Linked DNA regions of Mus musculus: region 2 is linked to region 1. Evidence: chromatin contacts called from public HiChIP or PLAC-seq data. All regions are on one chromosome and are shown on one strand. Each heading gives the region's core, a stretch centred on a gene start, on an enhancer-like site or on the middle of the called end of the contact. The rest is flanking DNA. Distances are from core to core; before and after follow the strand shown.

Region 1 (7,323 bases), core at 2,735-5,234:
TTTGTCTACATATATGTCTGGTGAATGCCTGGTGCCGGCAGAAAATGATGGTGAGTCTCCTGGAGCTATAGCTATATAAGGTTGCCAAGTACCATGTGGTGTTTGGAATCTAATCAGGGTCCTCTAGAAGAGCAATACATGCTCTTTAACTAATGAGTTATCTCAGCCCTAGAACATGGTTGACTGATTTTTTTTAACTTTGTTTTGTTTTTTGTTTTGTTTTGTTTTGTTTGAGACAGGATATCATTGTGTAGCCCTGACTGTCCTGGAACATACTATGTAGATTAGACTGGCCTCAAACTCAGAGATCTGCCTGCCTCTGAGACCTGAGTGCTGGGACTAAAGGTTTATGCCACCAACAGCCTGCTAAAACATGATATTTTAACAAGCATGAGTCTGTGAAAATTATCCAGCTCTGGTGTTTTGTAATCCCTGGTGATTTTAGTCTGGTCTTTACATGGGTTTCTGGTTTAATACAAACATGGAAAATGGTCAGGTTTGCCTCCATGACCAATAGTAGGATTTACTCCAAAATTTCAAAATGCATTGAAAGAAAGGGGTAGGTGTATTTTCACTTGTGCATGGGATCTTTTGTTGTTGTTATTTTTGTTGTTGTTGTTTACATTGGGAAGAAATAAGATATTATTATTGTTGTTGTTGTTATTTACTTTGGGGAGAAATAGGGTTTCATGTAGTCCATGTTGGTCTTCAACTCCATATATAGTCAAGGATGCCCCCGAACTCCCGATCCTCCTTCCTCCACCTCCCAAGTACTGGGATTGCCAGTCTATGTCAGCATAGTCAGTATATGGGATACTGGGAGTTGATCCCAGGTTTTCCTGCATTCCAAGCAAGTATTCTTTTGCCATCTACATCTTCAGGATGGCCACTGGGACTTTAAAATGGTTCCATAAGAGTGATTCTGAAGATATGTATTCCTGAAATTCCATTTGAGGTACAGGAAAACTAGAATCTGTGTGGGGAGAGTGGTTCCTTATTTGAGACTTTCCAGTTGATTTCTGTGTCCTGTGTTGGCTTGCTTGCTTTCCTCTCTTCTCTTGTTCGCTTGCATTGTCTTTTTCTTGGCTGCTCGATCATTCTTATCTCTCACAATTCTCTGTGATCTCTCTGCCAGTCTTTTTCTCATGGTTGCTTATCCTGTAGAGCTCACACGTGATCCTGTACAGGCTTCTCCATTGCTCTTGAACTACTTTTCTACCTGTGACACACCCTTGCTGACTAGGGGCTCTCTGACCTAATTGTGACATCATTTTCTTCATTGTTCTGTTGGCCTTGCATCCCCCTCTCTGCTGCTAGCCTACATAACCCATCCCCTTGAACACACTGCTCCTGTCCAGTGTGTGTCTTGTAGGAAGTGAAAAGATAGTTCCCTAAATACACTGATCACAAAAAAAAAAAAAAAACAGAGCAGAAGAACTAGGCTCCACTCCATGAGAGGCAACAGAAAAGGGTTTTTCGTTTGCTTGGTTGGTTTTTGTTTTGTCCAACCACAACTGGGAAAATGCCATTAGATAGATGATTATCAAGAGTGATCTCAGAGAATACTTAATACTCTAGGGTTTTGGAGGTTTAAGAGGTACCGTAAAGATGTAGATGTGTAATCTAATATTGTCTATTACACATAAAGCACACAGCCTCATTAGAAGCAGTCAAATTTACCAACGGGAAAACCACTTGACAAAGAGCATCCCTGGGGAAACCTTAACAGCTGGAACTATTTAGGACTAATTGTGTAAGTCACCCTTAGGAACAGGAAGCTGAAGCTGTGGGAGGAGGACATTTTAATTCACCTCAAATATGTTATTAGCAAAGGAATTTCCCAAGAAAGAGAAGTGAACATCACTGAGAGGAGATAAGGGGGACTTCCTGAGAGATGCTGAAGCCTTTGGAACATAAACCTCAAGCTTACAGCTACTGAACCAGATGCTTAATCGGGGCCACCAAGCCAGTTCTACAGTCTCGTTAAATACCCCTCAGAAGAGTTACCCATGGGCCACTGTCTGTCAGAAGGCAGAGTTGTAATATGGCCTGTGAAAACTGGACAGATATTGGAACATGGGTAGGGTATAAGACTACAGAATGACTGTAGGATATCCTAAAGAACCAACTAGGAGGAAGGGAGAGACACCTACTGCTCTAGGGAGGGGCTATCTTTCACGTTCTCTCCTCCTCCTATTCAGCTGAAGATCAAGTTTTGGATCAAGTTTAGATTCTTTAAAGGCTTTGAGATAAACATAGCCAATGGGCCAAACTAAGACTTGAGCTGTTGAAACTGTCCCCTCTTTGTGAAATACTTGCTTTTTAAGAGACATTAAAGCAGACTATTTAAGGCTCATTTATAGGAACCCATCTAACTACAGCCATAAAAAACAAAACGATTCCACTTGCATCCACAATGCAGTTTGATTTCTAATAAATATTTTTCTCCAGGAACAGAAAGGGTAAATTTCATAGGAGCTACTAAATCTTCTATCTTTTGAATAGGAGGTAAAACTTCATCCTTCCTCAATTCAAAAAAACATGAAGAAAAAGAGAATAGCCTTCAGCATGAAACTTTTAGAAATTTCTATTTATTAAGCCTTCAAGAATACTTTTCAAATTTAATCTCACGGATGAAGTTAAGGCTATAACTGTCAAAAGCTTGTCTGACAACTTCACTTAATGTGTTTTCAATCACAGATAATGGCCACAGATTTAAGTCTCTTGGGAAGGGAAGAAATCCACACATGCAGAAATGAGTGCGAATATCCTACTTTATTTATGATCACTCATTCATAGTGCAACTTGCTCATAGAACTTTATGAATAATCAGTTTATTCTGATTCTGTTATGAGACTTGAGGGGCTCAGTCTGTGCCCTTAGCCATGTTGGCCCACTGGACCTCAATAAAACAGTTGGAAGACTAAATTTGAAGTGGAAAGTAGATTTTTCTCCCAATTTACCCCTTTACAGTTCACACCCCCAGAATTCCAGAGACTACTGTTTCTGTTGGCTTAGGTTCAAGATCAAATACTTTAGAACTACTCAGGGTCACTTACTTAAATGTTTCTTTTTGATACCGGCAGTTCTTCTGACTTAGGGATGCAGAAATCTGAATCAGAAACATATTTTCAGTAATTTTAAGTTAGCATATTGAGTCTGGTATTTTCATTGTGACATTAGGAATCGGAATTTTAAAGAGGCACATTCCTGGTCTCTAGGATGGTTCTAACGGAGGTTAAAGTATAACAGTTTCACCAGTTGACATTGTCACCATCTCTTAGGTGTTCACTTCTAGACTATGAGAACGTCATTTACCATCAAAACCAACTAAGGTTTCCTAAGCACACTAACCTGCTTTACATCCTTTTATGGCCTTAAAAGCTGCAGCAGGGGTTGGAGATATAACTGACTTGTGAAGTTTCATCGAGAGCATGTAGAAGACATTGGGTTTGATCGTCAGCATGTATGCACACACACACATAACACCTGTATCAAAGTTGCTCCAAAACTGACATTTTTTAGGAAGAAATTATGCTTTATAATTTGATGTCATCAATACTCTAGGCAAAGTACATCAGCCAACAGTCACTAAGCCTAAGCCAAGAAGCCTGCTTAGTCCTTTATCTTCTCAAGAAGCCTTTGTGGGTAACCCCACTGTCTCACAGTGCAAGCTGGTTAACACAGTCTTCACAGCCATCTGCAAAATCCCACAGGATTTTCACCAAGGAATTTTCTTAACTGTTTGTCCTTCTCTCCCTTTCTTGAAGATACAGCCAACTGGAATTTGTCTTTTGTCTCTATGGTGACTGACTGCCCCCTCCCACAGCCTGCTTATAAATCCTTCCACTGCAATGCAGCGGTCAGCCAGGCTGTACCTGAGTGCTGATGAGGGGGGCCCCACTGATTTGGGTGGTGTGAGTGGATCAGCAGCTGAAGAAACAGACAATCAGTTACTTCAAAGGGCCATGCTTCCCCTGAGGGTTATCTGGTGCCTCCCAAGACTGAAATTCCTCCCCTGGAATGTGTCAGGATAGAAACTAACTGCAAAGAGACTGACCTGCTGACCTTTCCCCTAGATTTCTCACCACTTGTTTACAGGGCCATCTAGAAAAGTCTATCCCTTCACTTGTGCAAATGGGTCCCTTCTCTCTTCCCCTTAAGAGCAAGAAAATACTGTAAAATAGAAAGAATAAATATCAAAGAGTCCATTTCTGTAACAGCCACAGTAGGAGCTCATCATGTTCGGGTTTTCACTCTCTTCTTTTATAAGACAGCCTTTGTTACAATCTACTTCTTCTATTTGGAAATATATTACTGGCTTTTAAGAAAAGTTAACGACCTAGAATTTATCTCCCTCAACTCAGGTTTACAGAATGGCAAGGTTTTAGAAACAGATGTGAAAAGTAAATAATTTGTAGGTGGGGGATGACGAATGGTTGGTGGGTGAGTAGGTGGTCTCACTTCGGGGTGATTTTAAATATTTCATAACTAAAGTGATGATAAATCCACAATAATGTCAGTGTACTAAATTCCACTTATCGATTTTAAATGGTGAATTTTGTGAAATATAAAAAGCAAATAATTTGATGATAGAAAGATTATTCTGAATTCTAAGCAGGGAAGAACCAATGTGAAGGTTCAGAACTTTCCGTAAAAGCTTCTGGGACTCTAGAGGGAAAGAAAATCTAACGAAAGTCTGAACATGTCTCAACGAATCTGCCCGCTGAGACAGTGAACTCCAAAGAAAGGGCAGTTTCCCCAGGAACCTAATGTTGGTAAAAGGCAAAGCCTCCAGAAGAAGAAACTTGTCTCCTAAAAAGAGATGTCACAGTTCTAACAACTTGTCAGCCACCTTAGTGGATGAAACTGAAGCCCAGCCAAGGATGAGTCAAAGGTAGGCGCCACCACACCTTGACCAGGACAGCTTAGATGTGCATATCTTTGGACCTCTATTTAAATATTAAGCTCACTTCAGGACCCCAAAGATAGACTGGGGAAATTTCATGGATCTCTTTGTCTCTCTTCCCAATGTGGCCATATTGAATACATCTCCATATTCTGCTTTCTATCTTTCAACTAGCTCTTAAGTTCGTTTCCTGAGAGCAGGTGGCTGAACTTGGCTGGGGGCAAAATGTGCCCTCAAGTATTATGATTAAAGTTACATTTATTGTTCACTAGAGGCCAGACACACTACACACAGTGTTGTGGTCAACACTGTTTATGCTTTACCAAAGGAACTGAGGTTCAGAAGTTAACTGATGGGAGCAGAGTCACATAGCTAATGAACAAATACCTAGCTCGTACACATTCTGTTTTGATTTCAAAAAGCATCCTTTTTGGAGCATGCATGTATGAACAATATATACATGCCAAAGGAAGAGAGCTCTGTTAAGGCTAAGTATGCTTGAAAAACAGGTGTGGGTAGCATGGACACCATAAAGTGGTACAGAGTGAGGAGAGGGGAGGGAAGGGGAGGGAAGGGGAGGGGAGGGGAGGGGAGGGGAGGGGAGGGGAGGGGAGGGGAGGGGAGAGGAGAGGAGAGGAGAGGAGAGGAGAGGAGAGGAGAGAGAGGGAAGGGGAAGGGAGGGAGGGGAAGGGAGAGAGAGAGAGGGAGGGAGGGAGAGAGAGAGAGAGAGAGCTAGTAGCACTAACACGAGCCATCAGAGCAATGGATTGTAGCAAAGGAGGAAACAGAGTATATTAATGAGGGTATAAGCCACTGCTCTAACTCTATCTTGCCCTTTGCTGGCTCTTCATGTAGTTCTACAGCCTTTCTTCCCATGTCACCTTAAATCCTAAGAGCAATAGGACTCACATAAACATGTTTGTGACAGGCATGGAAGCCAATTCTAGAAGTGGACATGGAAGGTGTCTGAACCGTGGAGGCTTGGGTCTGAAGCCCTGCTATTTCTCAGGCCAGTAGGCCAGTCATCCTTTTGCCTGTCTCTCCACTGTCTTGGACAAGACAGGCGCTGAAGTGCCTATGTTGTTCTTTAACAAGGGAAGGTTTTCTATACTTGGTCCATGGAAGAGGAGTTACGTTGTCTTCTGAATTGTGAGGACAAAGATGGCACTATTGAAACACATTGGCTAGGGTTACTGCTTTTGGAGACTGTATACTCACATGGAATGGGAAGAAGAACAGAAATGACACAAAGTTCATGTGATGATGTTGTCAAAGACAACCTTTGCAAAACCTCCATTGAGTATTTCTCCCTTTATGTATAATTGGTGAATCTTTTTCACCTTAATTGCTTAATTTTCACAAAGATGTACACCATGGAGATATTTATGGGGATTGAATAGAATAGTCGTGCCTTTTACCTGGTTCAGTAGTTAGCACCCAATGAATGCTCAAAGAATATTGGCTACTATTGACATAAAATAATAATTTGCCATCATTATTCAGCCCAATAGAGAAGCTTGTCTCTTGTGAAGAACACACACTACTCCACATAGCAGATGCATACTGGATCATCCATCACATTTCACTTATTGTCTGGCTTGAATTCAAAGCCAAATTGAATGCTCAAGTTCACTGATGGTTTTAACGCTAGTAGATTTCTGGGCTCCTTGAGGACAGGAGCCATGTGTTTACTGGAAGCCCCACAACCATACACGTGGTGCTTATAAAATGCTTGAAAATACTCCCACTCCAAAGTCTTGATAGAAATTTTACTGCTCAAATCTTCTCCCTTTTGCATTTCTTCAGCAAGGTTTCAGGTTATCTTTGTCACTCTGTCACTTAATGATGGCCTCAATTGTGAGACCCATAAGGTTCTTTGCAGAAATATATGAGGAATACATAATGTTAATTATGCTATGTGTCTCTTTCATAACTTTACATGTCTCATCTACAGAGGAGAGTCATACCCCCCCCCAAAATAGTGGTGGTGATGTTGCCAGGGATTCAAATCAAAGTTAACTGGAAAAAGGATACATGAGTATAACAGAAGAGCACCCTCAAACGGGACTATACATCTGGTGCATCATGCCAGCTCCTCTTGGCCCCTTACAAGAGGTACTTTTAAAGGAATACTTTCTCCTTTGCACCATGGTGCTAGCAAGAGCACAGGAAACAAATCCACTCATTTCTTTCTACTTGTAATGTTATTTTCCTTTTTTTGAAAGGATAAGGCACTGGTTGCCTGAAATAGCACATAATAGATAACTGAGCTTTAACTGAGTTGAACTCTTAACTCTCTCATCTATTAACACGAAACTCAGAGAAGTTTCTTAACTTTCCTGAGCCTTGTTTTTTTCTTCCCTGCAAAATAAAGACAATAACAATCAAATTGTCTCCATTAAATTGTTATGAAA
Region 2 (7,323 bases), core at 2,990-5,489, 180 kb after region 1:
GTGTACTTGTAGTTGTTTTAAATCAAAATATACTTTTCTTTATGTGCATTATACTTCCACAAAATGTTCAAAGCATACATATGAAACAAATATTTTGATGTATTTTCATAAAGTGAACATGTACAACTAGTTGGACTTAATGCCAACAAACATTGCCATTGTAAGCGATATCATCATAGATTACTTGTGTCTGTTTTGTGCTTTATATAAATCAAATCACAGTTTGATATTGTTTTATATTGCTGAGTAACAAATTATGGCTTAAAACAACAGGAATAAACTATGTCAGTCCCTGGAGGCAAAATCCAAGGCCTATGTGACTGGGTTCTTATTCCAAGGCCCTATCAGGGTTTAAAGAGCGGTGTCAGCAAGGACTGTAATATCATTTAAGGTATGGGGTTCTTGTCCAAGCTTACAGGTTTTGGCAGAACCCTTTTCCTTGCAGTTAGAGTACTGAGCCAATATTACTTCTCTCAAGACCTCTTTGTCTACTTTGAGGACAACAACAGAGAACTTTTCTCATGTGAATTTTTTCCATGTCAGCAGCCCAAGAATATATTCTGCTATGTAATTTTTTTTTACTTCTTTAATAAGTGGTAAAATTACATTTGGGTCTGTAGCCCTAGCTGTCCTTGAACTCTCTCTATAGACCATGCTAGCCTCAAACTCACAAATATCCACCTGACTCAGTTTCCTAAATGCCCAGATCTCACTGTCTTAATTTTAAGTGCTTAACTTTTGGTGAACATGTGTACTCAAAAAGTGAACAATGCATAAACTATTGGTTATAAAGCAGTAAGACCTGGAAAATTCTTCATTACTATAAAATAATCCAGTCAATGCATTATGAGCCATAAACCCAAGTGTAGAAGTTGTATGACCAAAAAGAATAGATAATGCCATATTGCTGCCAAAACAGGAAGTTCTGGGCTTGAGTGATGGCTCAGTAAAATGCTTGCCTTGAAAACAAAAGGGTCCGAGTTCAATCCCCCAGAACTCATGTAAAAAGCCAGCAGTGATGATGTACACTTATAATTCCAGTGTTAGGGATGTAAAGACAGGGAGATTCCCAAGATTCAGTGGTCAGATGATCTGCTAACTGGTGAATTCTAAATCAGTGAAAGACCTTGTCTCAAAACACAATAAGGAGGGAGTTTTCCTCTGGTCTCCACATGCACATGCACCTGCCTACACATACACATAGACATACACATGTACACACATGGAAAAAAAGGAAGTCCTGTGAACATGGCATGAAAGTATTTCACTTAGCAAGACCTTACCATCACACAGTATGATATGTGTGTAGGTATTCGTGAATTTTGGCCAAATTTCATTTAATCTTTTACATCTCTAAAATGAGATATTACTCTGTCAAATGCACCAAGGACATATGCCTTGTCCACCTCCAGCAGTTGTCCATTACTGCCATGGAAACATTCCCACATATCTCATTTGTCTACTGGTTTAGTTAGCTTTCTATCTTTTCCTACTAGGATGCAAGCTTTTGCTTTGAAGGCATTTTAGTTAGTTGTTGATGTCCAGCAAATACCTAGAAGAGTGCCTGATAAATTAAAAGTAATAAGTAAGTTAAATACTAACCCAAGACATGAACATTAGAATATGATTATTTTAATTATAAATTAATTTCATAGTTATAATAACCACATTAAAAAAAGAACTATTAGGATACTGGAGAAATTTCTTTTGAGCTTAGATGAGGGAAATTTTTAGTGATGTTTTTATACCCATTGAACTTTCTGTGCCCAGCCTCTCCAATCTCATTCTATTTTACTTATATGATTTACAAATTATACAACATTCACAGATGTCCTACATTGTTTCTGACAGTTGAGAATACTCTGTAGAGAACTACACATTCAAAGATGTTCCCTTCATAGAGCAATGCACATACAAAAACAAACAAACAACCCAGTAACAATGAACAATGATATTCTGCAAATTCTGCCCAGAAATGTGCTTTCTCCCAGAAACTAATCTCTATTCTATTCTTCTTTAAAGATCAGACACAGTTGGAGTCAAGAAGGGCTGTCAAAGACAACTTTCTTCAATGATGATAATATTCTTCGTCTGTGTATGTAGCTACTAAGCACTTCAAACACAACTACTGTAACTAAGAAACTTCTTTTTTTCAATACTGAGCTTCACATGTGCTAGGCAAACACTACCTCAGAGCTTTATCTCCACTCCATCCTCCTCTAAGTTTTTGGGGTTTTTTTGTTTGTTTGTTTTTGTTTTTGTTTTTGGATTTTTTTTTGGAGACAAGTTCTCACTAATTTGCCAAGCTAACCTTGAGCTCACTACAGGCAATCCTCATGCCTCAGATTTCCAAGGGTATGCCACTAAGATGAAATGGAGGGGGTTTTGGTGGTGTTGGTGGTAGTCGTGGCGGTGGTGGTGGTGGTGTTTTGTTTGTTTGTTTGTTTGTTTTGTCATGTTAGGAATTAATTAGACTTGGGCCCTGGTACCTTGCTAGAAAAAGCACTCTACCACTGATCTGTGTCTCCAGCTGCCCCGAAAAGCTAAATTTTAACCTGATTCAGTTTTAAATAATTTTAACTTAATTTGAATGGTCACATGTGACATGTGACCACCAAATTACACAGCACAGCTCTAGAGGAAAAGAGTACAAGCCTGGCATCTATGTCAGATTCTTTGTGGCAGCTACATCAGTCCTTAGACTCAGTGGAATGGGAAGTGAGAACGCTCACATTCATCTCTCACAACTATTTCCCCAAGCAAAAGCCAGAAGGACAGAGTGTTCTTAGGCTCTCACTTCAGGGTGGGAAACAGTGCTGTGGAAAGAGGAAAGGGTTCGAATAAAGCACTGACAGGCACCTTGCTCCTGAATGAGCTCATTAGCTTAAGAGGTGTCTACATGAGCATGCCGACTTAGCCTGCAGTGTCTACATGAGCATGCCGACTTAGCCTGCAGCTTGGAGCAGGAAGACGTGGGCTGCATTTCTCACACAGAGTTCCTCTGATCCTCCTGTACTTTGTCCAGTTCACTCTGGACTCACGTGCATTGAAGCTCCTGCTGCTGAATGGGACCCTCCAGGTGCAGTGGTAATTACTTTATTTGGTAGTGGAGCAAGAAAAAAAATGCAGTCAGAATAGGTTATCCCATAAATAAAATAGCCAGAACCAGGGCTTCAAAAGAAAAGAATATTACCTACTTTAAGATACTTCTTGAAGCAGAGTATCTGGCTCTACTGTACTGTTATGAAATTAATTTGAGGTTGAGAAACTGTAATATATTACAGCTATCAGTCTCCCTGGACGGTTTTACAATCAACATGTAGGATATGAAAAAAGAAAGATGCCAATAACATATTAATGTGGTACTCGGTGTTCAATCTTCTTTCTGCAGCAGAATATTACAGCTGAGGAAAAAAAGATCAAAAAGTTGCTTCTCTTTTATACAAAGAAAGAGACGAAGGAAAGTTGAACTTTAAATTATCCCATCTGTCACTTTCCATTGATTGAGTCTTGCTCATTAAGATAAACTCCAAGGGAGACTATCATTTTTATCTTTTGAGCTCTCTAAAAATATATGCTTTTGACTGCCTTGATTTCTCTGTTTTTCTTTCTCCCTTTATTCTTTCACTTCTTTGTCCATATATATATAGGCAGCTGCCAAGCAGGAATTAGACATTGTGTTTGCCTTTCTAATTGTGTTCCTCTGGAAATATTCGTGCCTGCAGTTTAATACCTGATACCCACTAACAGAAATGCCCAAGTGAAATCTGACATGTCCCTTTCCCGGGTCTTGCATGCCATACTGCTACAAGTAGGCTGTATGATTTCTCATGAAGAGAAGAGAACCCACAGTTATCCTGCCCTACCATAAACTAGCTGTGGGATCTTGGGAGAGCCTTTCAGCCTAATTCTCAGCTTTCCCACATCTGTTGAAAAGCAGAAAATAATGATGAGCACAAGATGGCTAAGTGAGCTAGCTGTGTGGCTTTTGGCATTTTCACTTATTTCCCAGCTGGCTGACTCTGTCCGGTGGGTTATTTCAAACACACACACACACACACACACACACACCCCGCCTATAGACTAAGACTCATGTGATATGGACATTCCTGGTAACTGGCAGATAGCAGGTGCTCAATAAACATGAATGCATTCCTCTTTCCACTCTGTTCTCAGCAAAACAGCTAGAGCGGGATGTTAAACAGCTGTCCCTTGTTCTCTCTGCCCTTCATTGCCAGGGATAAAGTAACAGGACAAAGCAGGAAGCATTCATGCTCACAAATCAACAGCTTGGGGCCAGATAGACACCGTGCAAAGGAGAAAAGTCAGCAGTTGATCCTCCTTGACACACTCCATTCTCCAACCCCTCCTCCTTTCCCATCTCTGGCCTTGGGAACTTCCTTCCTTCCCTAGGGTTTCAAGCTACAGGCTTGGTTCTTACCTTTCCACTTTCTCAGTTAAAATGTGCTTTGTTTTTGTTTGCATGTTTGTTTTGTGCCAGGATGGAACCCAGTTCTTTGTACATGGTTATCACATGCTCTACCATTAAGCTACACACCCAACCCCTAAATGAATTGTTCTGAGAATACTATCTCAGACATCAAACAATGGGAGAATTCCCTCCATTTTAAAGATTGTTTTTCAATCCTGGCTATGAAGATATGTCATTCCAGGCTCACAGCAGTGTGTGCCAACAATTGCTGCCTCTTGAACTGCAGATATGGCCAACCATGTCCCTAGTGGAAACTGCTTGAGCAGGTCTCCACATGGACGCATTTCTTATGGATTTTTGTCGATTTGAACAAGTGAGGAGAGTAGAAAACAATTTGTCTCGGGGGTGGGAGGAAGAAGCAGTTTTAAAAGAGGTTTCTGAGAAGGACTGGCTGGAGATAGGACCAGGCTTAAAACGATTAAGTGCATTGAAGGAACAGGTTTAGTCCCCATAAGATGGGGCAGTAGCAGGAACAAAAAGAGGGACCTCTATCTCAACAGGAGGCCATATGGAGAACGGCAAAGACTTCTTCATGCAACTAAAGTCATTCTTCAGAATCTTTTGAGGATTCTAAAGATATTGAATTTTAAGGATTTGATGAGATTAAATTCTTCTTTGGAGAAAAGGGAATCAAGACAGTACATTTCGCAGTAAAACACAGTGTTTTTTTTTGTTGTTGTTGTTGTTTTTTTTTTTTCAGTTACCACCTCAGCCCCAAACACAAGCTCCAGGTCCAAAATTGATGAAGATTTCAGGGGGAAAAAAAGGCAAGGCTACTTGTTCTTCGAGATGAGAACCTGGGGCTGCCTTCTCACTGAGGAAGGATTATTGTCTACAGAGAACTCCAGTTTATTCTACTCAATCCCAAAGTGGCCTTAAATTCGGCACTTACCAAGCAACTACATATTCATTTTGGGAGGAGGAGGGACTCACTGCCACTCTTTTCTGATACAAATAATACATGGAACTATTCTTGAATGATAATATATTGCTTTGCTATCTAAATGCCTTCTCACAACAAATAATAGACTCTTTACCATACTCATTTTATAAACGGTACAAAAATGAAGTAAAATCAGTTGCCCAGGTTCACAGAGCTAGCAAGTGGTAGAAAAGAATCCAAAATTCAGCTCTATCACAAACCATATTATAGGATAATATCTTGTTATTTTTCTATTTCTGTGAAAATACATCATGACTGGGGCAACCTATAAAGGAAAATGTTTGTTGGGTCTCAGGGTTCCAAGGGATTAGAGTCCATAATCGTCACAGGGTGGACCATGGTAACAGTCAGGTAGGCAGGCAGGCATGGCTCTGGACCAGTAGTAGCTAAGGGCTTACATCCTGATCTTCAAATTAGAGAGAGAGAGAGAGAGAGAGAGAGAGAGAGAGAGAGAGAGAGAGAGCTAAAGGAAATGGCCTTTTGGAACCTCAAAGCTCACATCCAGTAACACACCTCCTCTAACTATGCCTCCTAGTTCTTTCCAAACATTTCCACCAACTGGAGACCAAGCACTCAAATATATGAGGCTATATAGGATATTCTCATGCAAATCATCCCAGCTAGGGACCCACACTAGCCTAGGCCTGAAGTCTTGAAGTCTTGAGTAGACAACATTATTGTAGTGACAAGCAGGCCTTCAAGCTTCAAGGCACTCAGAACACTTAAACATTTTTCTAGGTACGGATAGTACTCAGAATGTCAGTTTCAAGTGTTTACTTCTGAAAATTGGTGAGGAAACTTACCAAATAAGCCAGTGAGACACATCCTAGAGTAGGTGAGGCTTTTTCTCTACGTTGAATTATATGGCCTCTAAATGACTGCATATATTTTTGAGTGCAATAAACATTCCTGCTTCAAAGTTCATGCAGTTTGAGGCTGGGGACCAAACTTAGATTGTCTGCAAGTTCTCTTAACCCTGAGCCATCTTTGCAGCCCCTAAATACAGGTTTTCTTCCTTCATCTTTTATGACCTCTTTGGCTTTAGTTGACAACTATTAAATCTATCTATGACAATCTATGAGAAGGAGAGTGTTTTCGAAAGAAAAAAAAGAAAGGGTCCCAGTGCTTTGTGGGTGTGATGGGAAGTCACTTTTTATACTCTCCTGTCATTAGCAGTTAGCAGCTACCGCCCCAGTTGAGGACATGGATTTGGATCTCTTAATGGACTATACAGACAGGCAGCAATAAAACATTGTAGCAGTTTGCTTAGGAAAAAAAATATCTATTCCTTTCAATAATTTTTTAAAGGCACAGCATGTTTGATCCTCTTTTGATTAACTCTACAGAACAACAAAAGATAGAGAAGTAAACGGGAGGCATTTTACAGAGTAATGAAGCCAGACGCTGCAGTATGTAAATAATAGGCTCTGACAGGTTAGTTTAATTTGCCTTTGTACGCAAAACTCAAGCATCTTCCCTATTGTTCAGTCTACTGTCATCTTAGATATACAGGGCCTTTCATTGGCTTTATAAATAAATTGTTCTAAAGCAGCCTCTGATAGAATAAAAAATACTTTTATAAGGATGCTTCTCACCTTCCCTGGGATGACACGCCATTATGGCTGATAGCCATGAAATTGTCAGCATGTTTCACTTTGCTGTACTTTGTATATTAAAAGAAATTTGTAAAATGATTTATCTTTCTGGCTAGATGTGGTAGTAGAAGCCTTTAATCCCAGCCCTCTAGAGACAGAGGGAGGAGGATCCTGACAAGTTCAAGGCTAGTCTGGGCTTCATAACACTCACCAAGCTAGCCAGTGCAAGACAGCAAGATTCCTTCTCAAAACTTGTATTTCCTTCCTTCCTTCCTTCCTCCCTCCCTCCCTCC

The links. HiChIP or PLAC-seq counts read pairs in DNA pulled down with a chosen protein or histone mark.
Region 2: an H3K27ac HiChIP or PLAC-seq map of extraembryonic endoderm stem cells shows a contact between it and region 1, with 5 times the contacts expected there. The contact joins two enhancer-like sites. A contact is called at or near these places in 8 of 39 promoter capture datasets (the 3T3-L1 cell line, 3T3-L1-derived adipocytes, cranial neural crest and 4 more), 1 of 15 datasets of contacts at CTCF or cohesin (the NIH/3T3 cell line), 11 of 484 Hi-C or Micro-C datasets (Sertoli cells, adipose-derived mesenchymal stem cells, brain and 7 more), 11 of 115 datasets of contacts at active chromatin or transcription factors (the NIH/3T3 cell line, embryonic forebrain, embryonic limb bud and 6 more) and 2 of 9 other capture datasets (adipose tissue and liver).

Annotation. Positions count from the first base shown.
Region 1 is chrX:51,511,062-51,518,384 of GRCm38.p6, forward strand. The region is part of intron 2 of Hs6st2 (heparan sulfate 6-O-sulfotransferase 2); the gene reads right to left. Among named protein-coding and RNA genes, the nearest start is that of Hs6st2, 170 kb to the right of the region's middle. Within about 2 kb of position 3,985, at least 21 of the 459 cell types and tissues checked have an H3K27ac peak or open chromatin away from gene starts, as enhancers often do. A contact at or near this core is called in extraembryonic endoderm stem cells, where this site is marked.
Region 2 is chrX:51,695,087-51,702,409 of GRCm38.p6, forward strand. The region is part of intron 1 of Gm35727 (a long non-coding RNA gene); the gene reads left to right. Among named protein-coding and RNA genes, the nearest start is that of Gm35727, 17 kb to the left of the region's middle. Within about 2 kb of position 4,240, at least 3 of the 459 cell types and tissues checked have an H3K27ac peak or open chromatin away from gene starts, as enhancers often do. A contact at or near this core is called in extraembryonic endoderm stem cells, where this site is marked.